2 separate regions of the Triticum aestivum genome follow, and region 2 is linked to region 1. A link is a contact called in public Hi-C data. All regions are on one chromosome and are shown on one strand. Each heading gives the region's core, a stretch centred on a gene start, on an enhancer-like site or on the middle of the called end of the contact. The rest is flanking DNA. Distances are from core to core; before and after follow the strand shown. Region 1 has its middle 41 kb from the start of LOC123093527. Region 2 holds the start of LOC123093527.

The links. Hi-C and Micro-C count contacts between places; a contact is called where the count stands out from the background.
Region 2: a contact with region 1 is called in a Hi-C map of leaf, with 2.3 times the contacts expected there. The contact joins the promoter of LOC123093527 here to the enhancer-like site in region 1. A contact is called at or near these places in 2 of 5 Hi-C or Micro-C datasets (both in leaf).

Annotation. Positions count from the first base shown.
Region 1 is chr4B:604,695,753-604,703,642 of IWGSC CS RefSeq v2.1, forward strand. No RefSeq gene overlaps it. Among protein-coding and RNA genes, the nearest start is that of LOC123093527, 41 kb to the right of the region's middle. Within about 2 kb of position 2,924, at least 1 of the 8 cell types and tissues checked has an H3K27ac peak or open chromatin away from gene starts, as enhancers often do. A contact at or near this core is called in leaf, where this site is marked.
Region 2 is chr4B:604,736,494-604,744,383 of IWGSC CS RefSeq v2.1, forward strand. It overlaps LOC123093527, which reads right to left and starts at 3,765. Exons shown (of 5, transcript XM_044515510.1): 1 at 3,519-3,765; 2 at 2,406-2,520; 3 at 2,224-2,313; 4 at 1,242-1,340; 5 at 762-1,150. The coding sequence starts at 3,586. The coding sequence ends at 1,049.

The DNA of each region.
Region 1 (7,890 bases), core at 1,674-4,173:
AAGTGATAGCAACAACGCATGATTAATTTCGACGAGCTTTGTAGTGAAAACCTTCTGGCCCGAGATGGTTATACCTGGCAATGATGACGTTTTTGCGTCGTTACCTTGTTGAGGCATTGCTCATGCTCGGACTCGCTTCTCTGGATGAAAATCTAGGATCTAGCCTTTGGTGGTTGGTCAGGTGTGATGGCGGCACTTGAGCATCGCTCCTTTCTTGAAGGCGCTGTCGTTGAAAGACCTCGTTGTTCTTCTGGTCTAATGAGATGGTTGGTACCACTGGCGGAGCTATACACAGATTGTTGGGCGGGCCAGACTGAACCTTTGCTACAACTGGGCTGCTGCAGCTGACCTGTGTTGTAGTGCGTGGGCTGGGCCTAGTTACAAATATATATTTTTGTAGAAAAGTAGGGCGGGCCATGGCCTGGTTTGGCCCTTGCGTAGCTCCGTCAGTGGTTGGTACGAATATGATCATAGTTGTAGTTTGTTGGATTTGATCGATTTTGTTGTTTTTTCTTTTTTTTCCTTGTTTAGGCATAGCCTTGATCTTATATATGGACTTTACTATTTGCCAGTGTTTTTGTGTGTATGTGTTGGTGTTGATTTCGTGCATCATATCTACGTAGAGGTCGGGTGTATGCTCATTGTGTATATATGCACTTTATGCTTAATTTTGAATCGATAAAACTCACGCTCTATCGAAAAGGATATTTTTACTTACTCATGTTGTGGCATCAAAGAGATAGAAAGCTTATTGCATATGTTTGAGCAAAGCAAAATGTCCTAAGCGGCCTGGTTCGCAAATTGCAGAAGACGTAAAGTGCATGCCCTAACGATCGATCGATGGAGCGGAGCCTCTCTCTCTCCCGCCGGTCAATCGGTTTGAGTGTTGGGTCACTCTCCTCATCACGTACCTAGCTAGCTAGCTAGCTAGTGAGGTAGCCATTTTAGGTCCCGTGTCACTGTCCAGGGCAGCACGCAACACTGAGCTAGCTAGGGAATCTAGAACGATCCATGGATCGCACATGTGGCGGTCACGATTGATATATAGCTCAAGCTCGAGGGTAAATTACACAGAAGTACCACAATTGAGGCATTGGAAGCAGATTGGTATCAAGTTTGGTAATTTTTATGTGTCCGTATCAAGTCTGGGGCTAGACGTTACAAAAAGGTCTAAATCACGTATAAACGCGTATTGACGGTGTATCTGACCGGCAGGGCCCGCATGTCAGCTGCCAATGTGGCATTTCTTTTGCAGAACCCCCCCCCCCCCCCCCCGCACTCTTTCGTCCTCACGCGCCGCGGTGCCCGATCTGGATCGAGGGGAGGAGCCCCTCGAGCTCGAGCTCCTTCGCCTCCCGTAACCCCAGCCCTGCCCCGGCCTCCTCCTCGCCTCGCCGCCGGCCGGCCACCGGAGCACCACCAACGGCGACTAGGACCAGGCCGTCCCCGGACCCTGCCTCTCTTCTTCTCTTCCTCCTTCCTGGACGCCATCAGCGGCAAGGCGCTCACCCGCGTCACCTGCGCGCTCGTCGCCTTCGTCGTCCTCGCCGCCGGTGTCACGCTGCTCGCCCGTCATCACATCTACCGCCCGCCCCTCGGCGTCACCGTCGAGGACGCGGCCCTCGCCCGCCTCGCCCTCGCCGACAGAAACGCCACGGCCACCGCGCTCGCCTGCGACGTCTCGCTCGCCGTCGCCCTGCACAACCACCACTGGCTCAGGCGCGCCAAGCACACGGCGCCGCTCGACGCGGAGCTGCTCTTCGTCGGCACGCGCTTCGCCTATGTCGCGCTGGCCGGCGCGAGGGTCATGGTCCGGGCGGGAAATACGGAGGCGTACAGCGCCGTGGCGGCGGCCGACAGGGCGGGGCGTCGCGCTCGGGAGCGCAGGGGTGGCCGAGTTCGTCAGGGAGAGCACGACGGGGTTGTTCCGGCTGGAGCTCAAGGTTGTCGGGGAGCTCAGGTACTCGTCGGGCCAACACCTGCACAGGATGGATGCGCTCTGCCCGCTGGAGCTGCTGCAGCGGAGGGGGGAGAGGCCACGACGCGAGAAGAGGCCACGGCAGAGAGGGAAGGCGTGAGTAGAGGCCACAGCGGCACGAGCAGAGGCCGCGGCGGCGCGAGCAGGGGCAGCTCCGGCGCAAGTGGGAGCCGCGGTGATCGGAGAGGAGCTCGGGCTCGAGGGGATCCTCCCCTCGATCCAGACCGGGCACCGCCGTGCGTGAGGACGAAGGAGGTGCGGGGGGTTTCTGTAAAAAAAATGCCATGTCGGCAGCTGACAGGCGGGCCCCGCCGGTCAGATACACTGTCAATACGCGTTTATACGAGATTTAGACCTTTTTGTAACATCTAGCCCCAGATTTGATACTGACATGTAAAAATTACCAAACTTGGTATCAATCTGCTTACAATGTCCCAATTGTGGTACTTCTGTGCAATTTACTCCAAGCTCGATGACAGAGATGGAGACGGAGGCAAGGTACGTAAACTAGGCTCGAGCGATCGGGGTCAGGGAGAGACAGGGGGAGGCCACCGTGCCCGGCAGTCGTGGGACACGACGCAATCACGTCGCTCTCCGCCGCGGCGAGGCCTAAACTAATCCGGCGTGGAGGGTGCTGTAGCTCCAGGCACAGGCAGATCGTCCAAACTGCATAAATAAGACATTTTTGTGCAAGTTTTTATAAAGAAAAAGGACAGGTGATGTAGTATTGGAAGCAAGGTGACAAGGACTTCTTCAGTTTGGACGGAGGCTCTGGCGGAAGGCTCCATGGCGCATTTTATTTTGAAGTTGGACGAGTTAAGAGATTTCATTTTCATAGTGAAATCGACATAAAAACGGCATCCATGGGTCTTTTTGTGCCTTTGGATAGTACGTACGTGGCAAACGAGCGAAGTATAGAAAATAGAAATGAAAATAGAGCATTTGGTTCAGTTGGCCGATGTGAAATTGATGTTTGGCGGTATTAGGGGGGCCAGGGACTTGACCGGCCTTCTTGGACGACGCGTGAATCTGTTCTCCTTTGGTGACCGACCGATGCAACGACGGATAAAGTCGCTGTGTTTTTGCCGTGAAACACTGGAGAATGCGGCGTACGCCACCGCCGTTCGTGTCCGTCTCCCCATTTCACGCTTCGCCACGTATGGCATCCGCTCCACAGCCGGGCGGCGCGATGTCCAGTCTAGGGTGAACGTTGCGTGATAGTGGACGGAGCAAGGATGGCGGGCTTCACTACCACTAAGAGCATCTACAGCCGGATCCTTTAAACCCGCCTCATATATCCGGACGGTGTCAACGCACCTGACAAGCAGGACCCGCAGGGCAGCGACTACTCCAGCCATCGCGCTGTCCAGCTGCCCACTCGAGTCAGGCGTCCCAGCCCACGTACCAGCGGGCCGGAGTGGACGCGTTGAAGCCCACCATGTCACTACAAGTAACGGGCGACTAGGAGGGAACGAGCATCCAGTGGATCAGGCGATTACTCGACGGCGGCTACCCTAGTTTCTCTGTTCTTCGTGTATCTCCTCTAGTTGCCACAAAATCCCCAAGTCTTATAATCGATCTATCTTGCTACTACTTCAGAGAGTGAATAGATCGATCTAGCGCCACCCCCGTTCGCTACTCTAACAATTGGTATCAGAGACCAAATCCTACTTCCCTCTCCGATCCGCTCTGGCGCACCTCATCGAGACGAGAGGCCTGCGACAAGCATGCGAGGCCATGGATCCGAGCGTCTTGGCCTTCCTCACCCGCTTCGAAACCAAGATCGAAGCCACCATCGATGACCTGACCAAGGCCCAGCAGTCTACGGCGACGAAGATCGACGATCTGCTCACCTGGCGCCCCGATCTCGAGCGTCGGGTGGCGGATCTGGGCGACGACGTCGCAGCTCTACAACGAGCATAGGCGCCTCCATTAGCCCGATCCGACGCGGATCCGGTGCTTGAGGGCGCTGATGCGGTGACCCATCCATAAGGACCTGATGGCCACGGCGAATTCCAGATCAAACGGGGGCCACCGGCGGCGTCCCCCACGACGATGCCGCCGCTCCCGGCTAAAGGTACGACCACCGACCCCATCACTCCAGTCTTGTTATCTCCTTTCAGCCACGCCAGCCAGATGCTCGCCGGTCTGGGTCAGGCGCACCCATCCATCACTTTTCCCCAATTTTCGGGCGAGAACCCGAACCAGTGGAAAACTTTATGTGAGCAGTATTTTACCATGTTTGGGATCACACCTGCTTTTTGGGTACCCATGGCATCCCTCAATTTCACCGGATTAGCAGCCGTGTGGTTGCAATCGATCCAAAAACGCCTATGCGAGTTCAACTGGGATTCCTTCACTACCCTCTTGAGCACTCGTTTTGGACATGATCGCCATCAAATGCTCATATGCCAGTTTTACACAATTCGCCAAACAACTTCTGTAGCAGACTATATTGAGAAATTTGAGTTGATCATCAATCATCTGAATTCTTGCTCTGATTCGATTCATCCTTACTATTTTCTCACTCGTTTTGTCGAGGGACTGAGGAACGACATCCGAGCAGTGGTTCCGGTGCAGCGGCCACCAGACCTTGACACGGCATGCGCCCTGGCTCTGCTTCAGGAGGAGGTGGCTGACGGCACGTTTGGTACTCTACCACGACCGCCAGAAGTGTCACCGCGTGCAGGGGTTCCGCTATCGCTGCCTCCACCACCAGTGGCGCGCCACACCGCGCCCACGATAGCCACCGATCGCCATGGCATGGACGCCGCACGGGACGATACGTCCAAGCTCAAGACGCTGCGAGACTACACGCGAGCCCGCGGCCTCTGTGTCAAGTGCGGCGAGAAGTGGGGCCACGATCATGTGTGTCCTACTTATGTGCAACTACACGTTGTCGAAGAACTGCTCGACCTGTTCGACATCGACAACTTCATCGACACACAGATTCCAGCGACGAGCAGCACCGACGATGCAATCATGGCGATTTCCATATCTGCCATGACAGGGGGAATCTCTGCAAAAGCATTTCAATTACGCGTGTGGATTCAAGGCCGCGAGGTGCTGCTACTAGTGGATTTCGGCAGCTCCAACTCCTTCATCGACTCCAAATTCGCAGAATCCCTCGCCGGGGTCCAGCCTCTACCACGTATCTATAATTTATGAAAGTATGCATACTATTATATTATTTGTTTTGGATGTTTAATGGGCTTTATTATACACTTTTATATTATTTTTTGGACTAACATATTAACTGGAGGCCCAGTCCAAATTGCTGTTTTTTTTGCCTATTTCAGTGTTTCGCAGAAAAGGAATATCAAACGGAGTCCAAACGGAATGAAACCTTCGGGAGAGTGATTTTTGGAACAAACATGGTCCAGAGGACTTGGAGTGGACGTCAGGAAAGAAGCGAGGAGGCCACGAGGCAGGGAGGCGCGCCTGCCCCCCCCCCCTGGGCACCCCCCACCCTCGTGGGCCCCTCGCAGCTCCACCGACCTACTTCTTCTTCCTATATATACCCATATACTCCGAAAACATCCAGGAGCACAATAGATCGGAAGTTCCGCCGCCGTAAGCCTTTATAGCCACCAAAAAACAATCGGGACCCTGTTCCGGCACCCTGCGGAGGGGGGATCCCTCACCGGTGGCCATCTTCATCATCCTGGCGCTCTCCATGACAAGGAGGGAGTAGTTCACCCTCGGGGCTAAGGTTATGTACCAGTAGCTATGTGTTTAATCTCTCTCTCTCGTGTTTTTGATTTGGCACGATCTTGATGTATCGCGAGCTTTCCTATTATAGTTGGATCTTATGATGTTTCCCTCTACTCTCGTGTAATGGATTGAGTTTTCCCTTTGAAGCTATCTTATCGGATTGAGTCTTTAAGGATTTGAGAACACTTGATGTATGTCTTGCATGTGCTTATCTATGGTGACAATGGGATATTCACGTGATCTACTTGATGTACGTTTCGGTGATCAACTTGCGGGTTCAATGACCTTGTGAACTTATGCATAGGGTTTGGCACACGTTTTCGTCTTGACTCTACGGTAGAAACTTTGGGGCACTCTTCGAAGTACTTTGTGTTGGTTGAATAGATGAATCTGAGATTGTGTGATGCATATCGTATAATCATACCCACGGATACTTGAGGTGACATTAGGGTTTTGGTTGATTTGTGTCTTAAGGTGTTATTCTAGTACGAATTCTATGATAGATCGAACAGAAAGAATAGCTTCATGTTATTTTACTACGGACTCTTGAATAGATCGATCAGAAAGGATAACTTTGAGGTGGTTTCGTACCCTACAATAATCTCTTCGTTTGTCCTCCGCTATTAGTGACTTTGGAGTGACTCTTTGTTGCATTTTGAGGGATAATTATATGATCCAGTTATGTTATTATTGTTGAGAGAACTTGCACTAGTGAAAGTATGAACCTTAGGCCTTGTTTCCTAGCATTGCAATACCGTTTACGCTCACTTTTATCATTAGTTACCTTGTTGTTTTTATAATTTCATATTACAAAAACCTATATCTACCATTCATATTGCATTTGTATCACCATCTCTTCGCCGAACTAGTGCATCTATACAATTTACCATTGTATTGGGTGTGTTGGGGACACAACAGACTCTTTGTTATTTGGTTGCAGGGTTGTTTGAGAGAGACCATCTTCATCCTACGCCTCCCACGGATTGATAAACCTTAGGTCATCCACTTGAGGGAAATTTGCTATTGTCCTACAAACCTCTGCACTTAGAGGCCCAACAACGTCTATAAGAAGAAGGTTGCATAGTAGGCATCAAGCTCTTTTCTGGCACCGTTGCCGGGGAAGTGAGTGATTGACGATATATCTTTAGATCTTGCAATCGAATCTTTTAGTTTCTTGTTTTATCACTAGTTTATTTTATAAAAGAGAACTACAAAATATGGAATTGAGGGTGCCTCATATACTTCATCTTTGTAACGTCTTTCATGAAAATAAGAATTCCGATAATTGTGCCAAAGTGTTAGAAGAAGAATGCATTAGAATGTTTGGCACTAAATATTTGAATGATGAGCATGATTGCAATGTTGTTAGTATGAATTCTTTGAATACCCATGATGCTAATGATATGCAAAGCCACAAGCTTGGGGCTGCTATGTTTGATGAAGATGATATGTTTAGTCCCCCTAGTTTTGATGAGCAAATATATTATGATGAAAGCATGCCTCCTATTTATGATGATTATTGTGATGACACGTATGCTATGAATAATAAAGATAACCATGAAACTTGTCATCATGATTTTAATTTTCAATTGGATTATGCTTCACATGATAGTTATTTTGTTGAGTTTGCTCCGACTACTATTGATGAGAATAAATTTGCTTATGTGGAGAGTAGTAAAATTTCTATGCAAGTAGATCATGAAAAGAATGTTTTATGTGCTGGTTATATGGTTAAATTCATTTATGATGCTACTGAAAATTATTATGAAAGAGGATCATATGCTTCTACATATTGCAATAATATCAAGTGTCCTCTCTATGTGCTTAAAGTTTTAAAGTTATGCTTGTTTTGCCTTCCTATGCTAGTTGATTATTTTTTCCATAAGTTGTTTGCTCACAAAATCCCTATGCATAGGAAGTGGGTTAGACTTAAATGTGTTAGTCATATTCTTCATGATGCTCTCTTTATGTTTTAATTCTTATCTTTTATGTGAGCATCATTGAGATCATCATGCCTAGCTAGGGCGTTAAACGTTATCATTTGTTGGGAGGCAACCCAATTTTATTTTTGTTCTTTGCTTTTTGCTCCTGTTTAATAATAAATAATTCATCTAGCCTCTGTTTAGATGTGGTTTTATGTTTTAATTAGTGTTTGTGCCAAGTAGAACCTTTGGGAAGACTTGGGTGAAGTCTACGCG
Region 2 (7,890 bases), core at 2,515-5,014, 42 kb after region 1:
GTTCTAGTCTACGGTGTTTTTTCGGCGAAAACTGTAAAAAAACGATTATTTTTAGGGGTTTGAGGGTTTAAGGGCTCTACTAGTAATGCTCTTAAAGTGCATGTCTCATGCGAAACCGGAAAACGCCGATCTTCAAGTCCCACATCCAGAGCGAAATGGATGCTGCCTCATGCTCATGCCGACCTTCACGGATGTGCCGACCTTCAGGGATGTGACCTTGTCCCACATACACACAGGCATTCAACAAATGTGTGGACGCAGCCAACACGTTGGTGTGACGGGGCAAGGACGTTGGGCTTAATCCCAGGTAGAAGCACCATAAGCTGGTACTGATTCTGTGGACCTTTAGGCCGGAAAGGCCCATTAGGGCATGTACAATTGTGGTATATAGATACATATGCCTCATGACAAAAAGTAATTTAAGGCATCTACATTTATTTTTTTTCCCCAATGCAAGCTATCACTAGTGGGCCTCATTAAGAAATAGAAAATAAAGACTTTAGTACACATGCATCTCTACTTTTCACTTCAACCTTTTCAGTTTTTGTCACCGGACCACACTTTTTCTTTTCAAGCACCCGCCTCCTGAAGAGGATCCCGCTTCCCTATCCGAACCTACTTTACGTCATATCCGATCCTACGTGACATGTGAGGCATCACCTTGAGGCTATGCATTGTACATGCCCTTAACAGAATGGTCGGAAAGAACCGTGCAAAGTTGCCAATATGAAGCCACACCCAAAAAAAATCCCAGGCAAGAGTGACCTTGGTAATCTAATCTCCTTTGCATCAGTAACAATATTGGTTGCAGAATAAACAAATGGGATAACAATCTTTAGCCCTACAACAATCAAATCGGAAGTAGCACATAATAATGATACACAATCTAGTCGCCTAAACCGCCACCCACACCTTGTAAGGCCTACGCCCCCTTCAAAAACGGATCCATTACACATAAGAGAAGAACAGGTACGGTAGCTTTGTTAAATAAGACCGTCTTTCCCGCAAAGCCCCTACGGCCACAGCTATCTTGGCAGAGAGAGATGCTCTAGGTTGTCTTGGACTTGGCGGCCTTCTTCTTGGCCTGCCTCTTGGGGACCGAGTTCTTCATGCCCAGGAAGAAGAGAAGGGCTCCAAACAGTGCCAGGTTCTACAGTTAAAAGGGATCACGAGTGGTTAGCTACCATGGGACATTCCTTGTTCAACAGACATGCAAAAACAGGTGAATATTTGCATCATACCTGTGTGAACTTCATGAAGATCTGCACGAATTCAGCCTTCTCCATGTCGTAGTTGTAGAAGTCGTAGACAACAGGCGTGATGAAAGCAAGGTAGAGGGCCTGCCGAAACAAATACCTTTCATTAGAAAAGCGCACAACAAGGAAGCAGAGACATAGCAAACGCAGCACATATGAACGTAGTGGGAACAGGATCGGTAATTCATGAGGTCTAAGGTGACTAAAACTTCAATGGGTCACACTTATCATATCACGGTGTCCACAGAAACAAATAAGGAAGTTAAGAATCGTGTACTCATTAGGACATCATACAGCAAAATGTGCGCAAAAGCAGCACCAGATAGAACCATAATATTCACAAGGCACAATTAAATGGGCAAACAAGCAGAATGCAGGTTTTGATAATATCTGCAGCGCATTTATATCAGAAGCCAGGATGGTACCAGATGGGCAAACCACAACAGTGACATTAGGCACTTGCCAAAACATTAGAGGAAACAAGTGCAGACGACAAGGAGTACTTTACAAAATGTACACATCTTGTAATATAAACAAATGGTATGGGAGTATAACAGTTCCTGAAAGCAAAACACCATGAAATTTAGAAGAACAAAATCTTTGTGGCCAGATTTGATAGATCTAGAAGAACAGAAATGCAGTTGCCCTAGCTAGGTGACCAGTAGTCTAAAGCAATATGCTCTTGTTTAAATTCAAAAGAACAGCCAAATGACAATGCCTAATGCAAGATAATATTCAGTAGCTTTTCGGTAGCAAATATTTATGAGATAAATGGCGATATTTGAATACAATGAAATAAGGCATTTGTGCATGCACGACCCTACATTACTATGGAGTATAGCACAAGAGAAATTCCCTCATTACTCTAGATATGAAAATCAATTTTAGCCATGTACACTTGACATAAATGGAATGCGTAGATCACAACAAGAAATACTATACAGCGTAACAACAGATCAGTACATACCAGGAGATAAGCACCAAATGAACTGCTGACGATAAACAGGAGACCTCCCAGACCCTTCAGACCAATGGTAGCGGCAATGACATGCTTCAACTGGATAAATTAAACACACAAAGCTAACTAATTAATGACTGGTTAAGATTCAGACCACCTACAGTATATACCATGAATAAAGTAAATTTCACCTCTACATGAGGCACCACCACTCCGAGGTGTACGGAGATATTTTTGGTGAAACTGTTAAACTTTGGCTGCAGATTCTTTGCAGCTGGCCCGCCATCAGTTCCAAATTCAGTAAACCTGCAATAAAAATACCTTAAAAATCAATAAGCATTGAAGAATATACTTTTCTCAAAACTTAATACGTCAGCATATAACAGGTAGAATAGTACAATCTAATTCATGCAGTCGTAACAGCTTCTGAATACATAACTGATCAGATGGCATCCAAGCTAGTTAAGAGAACTTCCATATAATCCCACATGTTCCGTACTGTTCCCATTAAGCCATTCAGCAGCAGTAAACTAGGTGCAAACAAAAGGTGGCTACTAGCACTAATCCCTTGATCAAGTCAATATGTCATGATGGAAAGTGGGCTGCAACTCACTCTATGACAAAAACTCAATCCGGTAGGAAGACTCCAGATAATTCACGATGCAATGGTACAAGTCATCAGGCAACTAAGGACATGAAAGCAGCAATGGAGATGCAACCAATCTAACAACTGTAGCACGCATAGACCATGAGGATAATGACCAGAGTCTTGCTAGTAATTATAGGCATGAGACTACACACGAACAAAACACAATTTGACATTGGAATGTACATATAAGACAACGACATTGGGATGTACATATAAGACGACTGGTCCACGATATTTACGACGCTACTAGAGCAACCACGCTAACAAGTCTCATGCTCACAAGATGAGACAGCGTGAACGAAAAGAAAGCATCTACATAAATTTCAAACATAAATTACATAGATCAATGACGCAATTGAGCGACCCAAGGTTAGATCAGAGCACGCGGAAACAAAATTCTGGGCGCTGTTATTCGCATGGACCACAACGAAGCGTGACGCCAGATCCAGGCGCCTCACGACCCGAGACCCTACAAAACGCACTATCCATCACGAGATCCAAAGGCCAGGGCGTACCCTGCCCACACGCTCCCCGGATACCGCCAGCGCCGCAACAGATCTGACGAAACCAGGCTAGGATCGACCGCGGCGACCGAGCAACGACGACAATGGAGGTAAGCGGATAGGGAGAAGGGAGAGGGGAGGGGGGCGCGTACTCCTGGTAGGCGGAGAGGAGGAAGACGGAGGCGAAGAGGACCCTCCCGGCGAAGGACACGAACCCCATGTCGACCGGCGGCGGCGGTGAGGCGAGTCGAGCGACCGGCGGGATGCGGTGGGGGAGGGGGGAGCCGCGGCGCGACCTTGGGAGCTCTCGGAATCTGTGATGGAGACGGCCCGTGTCGGAGCCCCACTCCGTACTTATAACGCGACGCGCCTCCGGTTTGGATCTCCCCGGATTTACCCTCGAGTCCTGCCGTATTACGCACAGGACCCCGGTCATGGTTGCTTTGATTTGAGTTGGGAAAGTAGAGATATGTTTCTGGAAAGAAATAAACTCGAATTGGTTATGTTTGAGAATTCAAAATTAATCTGATTTAGACCTTATCTGATTCTTTCCGATATTGCATTCTTTCCGAGTGGATAGTTAATGTGCCTCAATGAAGATTCAAAGTAGTTTGTGTTGAAAACTGCAAGGTGGGGTATTACTAGGCTAATGTCGCAACTTACATCACACTAATGAGATCACTCATGATTGAACTACCAAAAAATCAGTACAAAATAAAGCCATGAACATAATGATGGTTTGCAATCACTGCATTGGCATTATTTCAACAAATTTAGTAAAATACTAAGATCTTGAAGCGTTTGACATTTCCTCTTACCCCTCTATTTCTCTATTGGGGCTCGTGTAAAATAGGTAGGCTTTTGAAGAAAAGAAAAACAAAACGGCTTGTATTGGAAGTTGAAACCAAGTTGTTTTCTCATTAACCTCGTGGGATTACTTTGCATTTTCCTCGTGAAAAGACGATGCACCTTGGTGAATAGTTGCTCGTATTGATAATGCATAGTGGGGTATCGGGTTATCATGTTGGTCATCACATATTTCTTTTAATAGAATGTGTTTGAGTTAATCTACCCAACATGGTATGGAATACGTGATGATGGAACTAACAAGTATCCAATGCAAGCCTACAACACGCATGAACGTGATCATGATTTTGTGGCCACATCATTGACAAGCCTTTTTAATGTCTTTTAGCTAACCATCGCCTTGGAATACAATCTTCAAGTGCTCCTATTTCCCTTTACCCTTTTGTGCATTTAATTTAATTTCTATATGTTTCCTTTCACATCTTTATGGCTTGATGGACCAATGGTCGTATGGACCACCACCTTATCCTTCTATTTCTAGCACTCGTCGTGATTTGCCTTGTCATGGGGCCAGTCGAAGCAATTGAGACTCGTAAAAAAATGCTAATAAAAGGCGCTAAAGGGAGACAGTCTAGTTGGCATATGGTGTAGCATCCCCTAAATTCACACTCCACACAAATTATGAGGTACCGACATTCGCATGCATCTTGTCAAGTAAGTTTACATGGCAATGTCCGTGAATTTTATGCGGCAGAAGATTGCACTTGGAAGATAAAAATGAAGGTAACAATGTGTTTTTTGGTGTCAAATCTGAAGTGCTGGATTTGAGTTTCGGGTGCTTTGGTTCGAAGTTTCTCACATCGAACCCAACCAAAGGTACTGATTTCTTCTTGCTAGTTTCAAACAAAGTTCTCCTTTTGCAAACATTTACCATGTGGGCTAGCCAGCTCAGGGTGGATTAGACAAGTTGTATTAAATGAACAGAGATAAAAAAAAGGTAGTGGGACGTGGAACCATAAATATTCACGAACTAGGCATTTCTAGAAATGCTTGCACCAAAGGGGAAACACATTGGTGCATCTACGGAGCTTATATGAGATACCATGGGAATATGGCGGAATCCAATATCTATTAGACATGCAACAACACTGGAGATTGTTGGCATCATGCACTTGTTGGTTGTAACATGGCCAAAACTGTGTGGTTACTTATGTACGAGGAGCTTGTGGAACATCTTATTGCCTGCAATTTGCCTGATGTGAGGGTATGGTTGATGGAGCTCATGAAAACAACAGAGGAAGAATTTATCAAGATATCGATGGCCCTATGGGTTATATGTTGGGCTCGTCGGAAGGAGATCCATGAACATGAATTCCATCCACCTTTGACCACATTCAGCTTCATTGAAAACTACCTAGGGGGGCTTGCACTGGTTCTCGGTAGGTAGGCGTTTAGTTAATCAACAAAAACTAACATCTCATTCCTAATACAGGTGAGAAGGGGTTGGAAACCATCTTTTCAGGGTTGCATGAAGATCAATGTCGACACTGTTGTTGCTAGAAATCAAGATAAGGGTTCTCTGGCGATTGTATGTCGGGTCGAACGGGGAAGCTATCTTGAGTCCTGCGATGGATTCAGGACCTAGTTCAGCCAGAAACGTTTTCTCTGGCCTCTAACATGTACGTGAGCGGAATTCACATAGCGAGAAATTGTGTGGCTACTATTAATCGTATTAAAGGTGAGTATCGTGGTACGAACAATGTTATTATTTGAGAGTAAAGACCGAAGATGAAGGATTTTGTTAAAGTTCATGTCCAGCATGAGAAGAGAGAGCAGAATTGGGAAGCCAGTTATCCTGCTAAGTCTTATGTTACCTTAGAGTTGGGGCGCCATGTGTGGCTTATACCCCCCTGATTTCATTTGTATGCCACATTCTGTTATGGTTGAATAAAAGTCATCCAACACCAAAAAAGCACGATGCAGCTTGCACAGGGGGGTTCCTTGGAAATAATAATAAGAGGAAAATAAGCAAGCGGGTTCCCGTAAAAGAAATAAAAAGTCCCCAAGCCGAACAGTTACTCCTTCCATTCCTAAATCTAATTCGTGAACTTCTAGGTTTGTCATAAGTTAAATTTCTGTAAGTTAAATAAGCTTAACTTAGAAAAAAACGAAAACATGAAAATGGAGTGGCGGAGCTTTATGGGGGCCCATCCGGACCACCCCCCCTCCCCCTCCCTTATGTGAACACAAGCCTATATCCTTTTGTATCAGGCAAATTTTTCACTAAAAACAGTTGTAAACAACTATGTATGTTTGCCCCCCCCCCCCCTAAACCCATGGCCCCGCAGAGAATATCCATTTGATGATTTTTTTTTACATAAAACCATCACAAAAACCCCGAGAACATCAATTATGTTGGAATGCAGGGAGTGGCAAGGTTTAGCCTCGGAGAAAAGATACTCGACCACACAAAATCAAATCTATATTCCGAGGAGAAAATTGTGCTTTATACCCGTGGCATTGGGCAGGGAAGCTCCAAGCGTTTTACGAGAGAAAGAAGTCAGCCGCAATTTCGAAGAATACGAGGGCCAGTCGCGCATTTTACTCGCCAGGCTGGCACGGGGCGCCGGAAGTACCACCGGATCTCGCTGAAATTTCGGCCGGATGCCACCCATTACTCTTCTACTACCAATCTCTCTCCCCGCCGGCCCGATCCCCTTCCGGCCCCGCGGCGCGTCGGCCGCTGCGAAAATTTTGAATCCGGAAGCGCGTCCGCGTGTACTAGTGCTGGAGCGAGGAGGAGTGCCCCCGTCGTGGGGCGGGATCGGATATGGGATTGGGATGGACCACCCCGATCGAACCAATCGGTGCGGGTCCGCTGACACGGCGGGGGCCACGCACAGAGCCCGGCGTAAATGCTTTCTCGCTTTTATTTACCACCACTGTTCCTTTCCAGCTCTATCTATCCAGGATCCAGCCGGTTCAACTTTCCGGGATAGAAATATCCAGGTCGACTGCCCCGTCCATTGAAAAAAAGGTGGCAGACGGCCGACGATGTGTACACGCAGATTTTTCTGTTAGACCTACCGATGACTGATGATAGCGAGTCCGTCGAAACGTGTTTGAATGACTGTGATCGTTGCTAAGACTCGTATTGTTTTCGCACGAAACAACGTATCTGACTGGCCTTCGTGTGGAGGCACGCAGTCTACGACGTTGACCGTATAGCAGACAAGCAAGACATCCGTGGCAGTCGCGACAAAGTTGGGTGGATCGGAAGCACTTATTAGTCACTGTAACACTGTAACAACCCTAGCCTCCCGCGACTCCGCTGGCGGCCGCCGCCGCCGCCACCACGCATGGCCCCCGTAGCCCCCGCCGCCGCCCCTCCCCCTCCCCCTCCCAGCCCGGCCGGGGATGAAGGCCCTGACCCGCGCCCCTCTCCGGCGGTCGCTCTTTTCGCCCCTGCTGCTCCGGCCCCGGCGCCGGCCGCTCCGGCCCCTGCTGCTCCGGCACCGGAGCCGGGCTCTCCGGCCCCGGCGCCGGCCGCTTCGGCCCCTGCGGCTTCGACCCCGGCGCCCGCCGCTCTGGCCCCGGCCGCCCCGGCTTGGGTGGAGGCTGGGAGACAGCGCCGCCTGAGCCTGGAGAAGGTGGCTGCTCCCCCTCCCAGGAAGGATGCTGGACTGCCTCGCACTTTCAAGCAGAGGACTTTCGGCC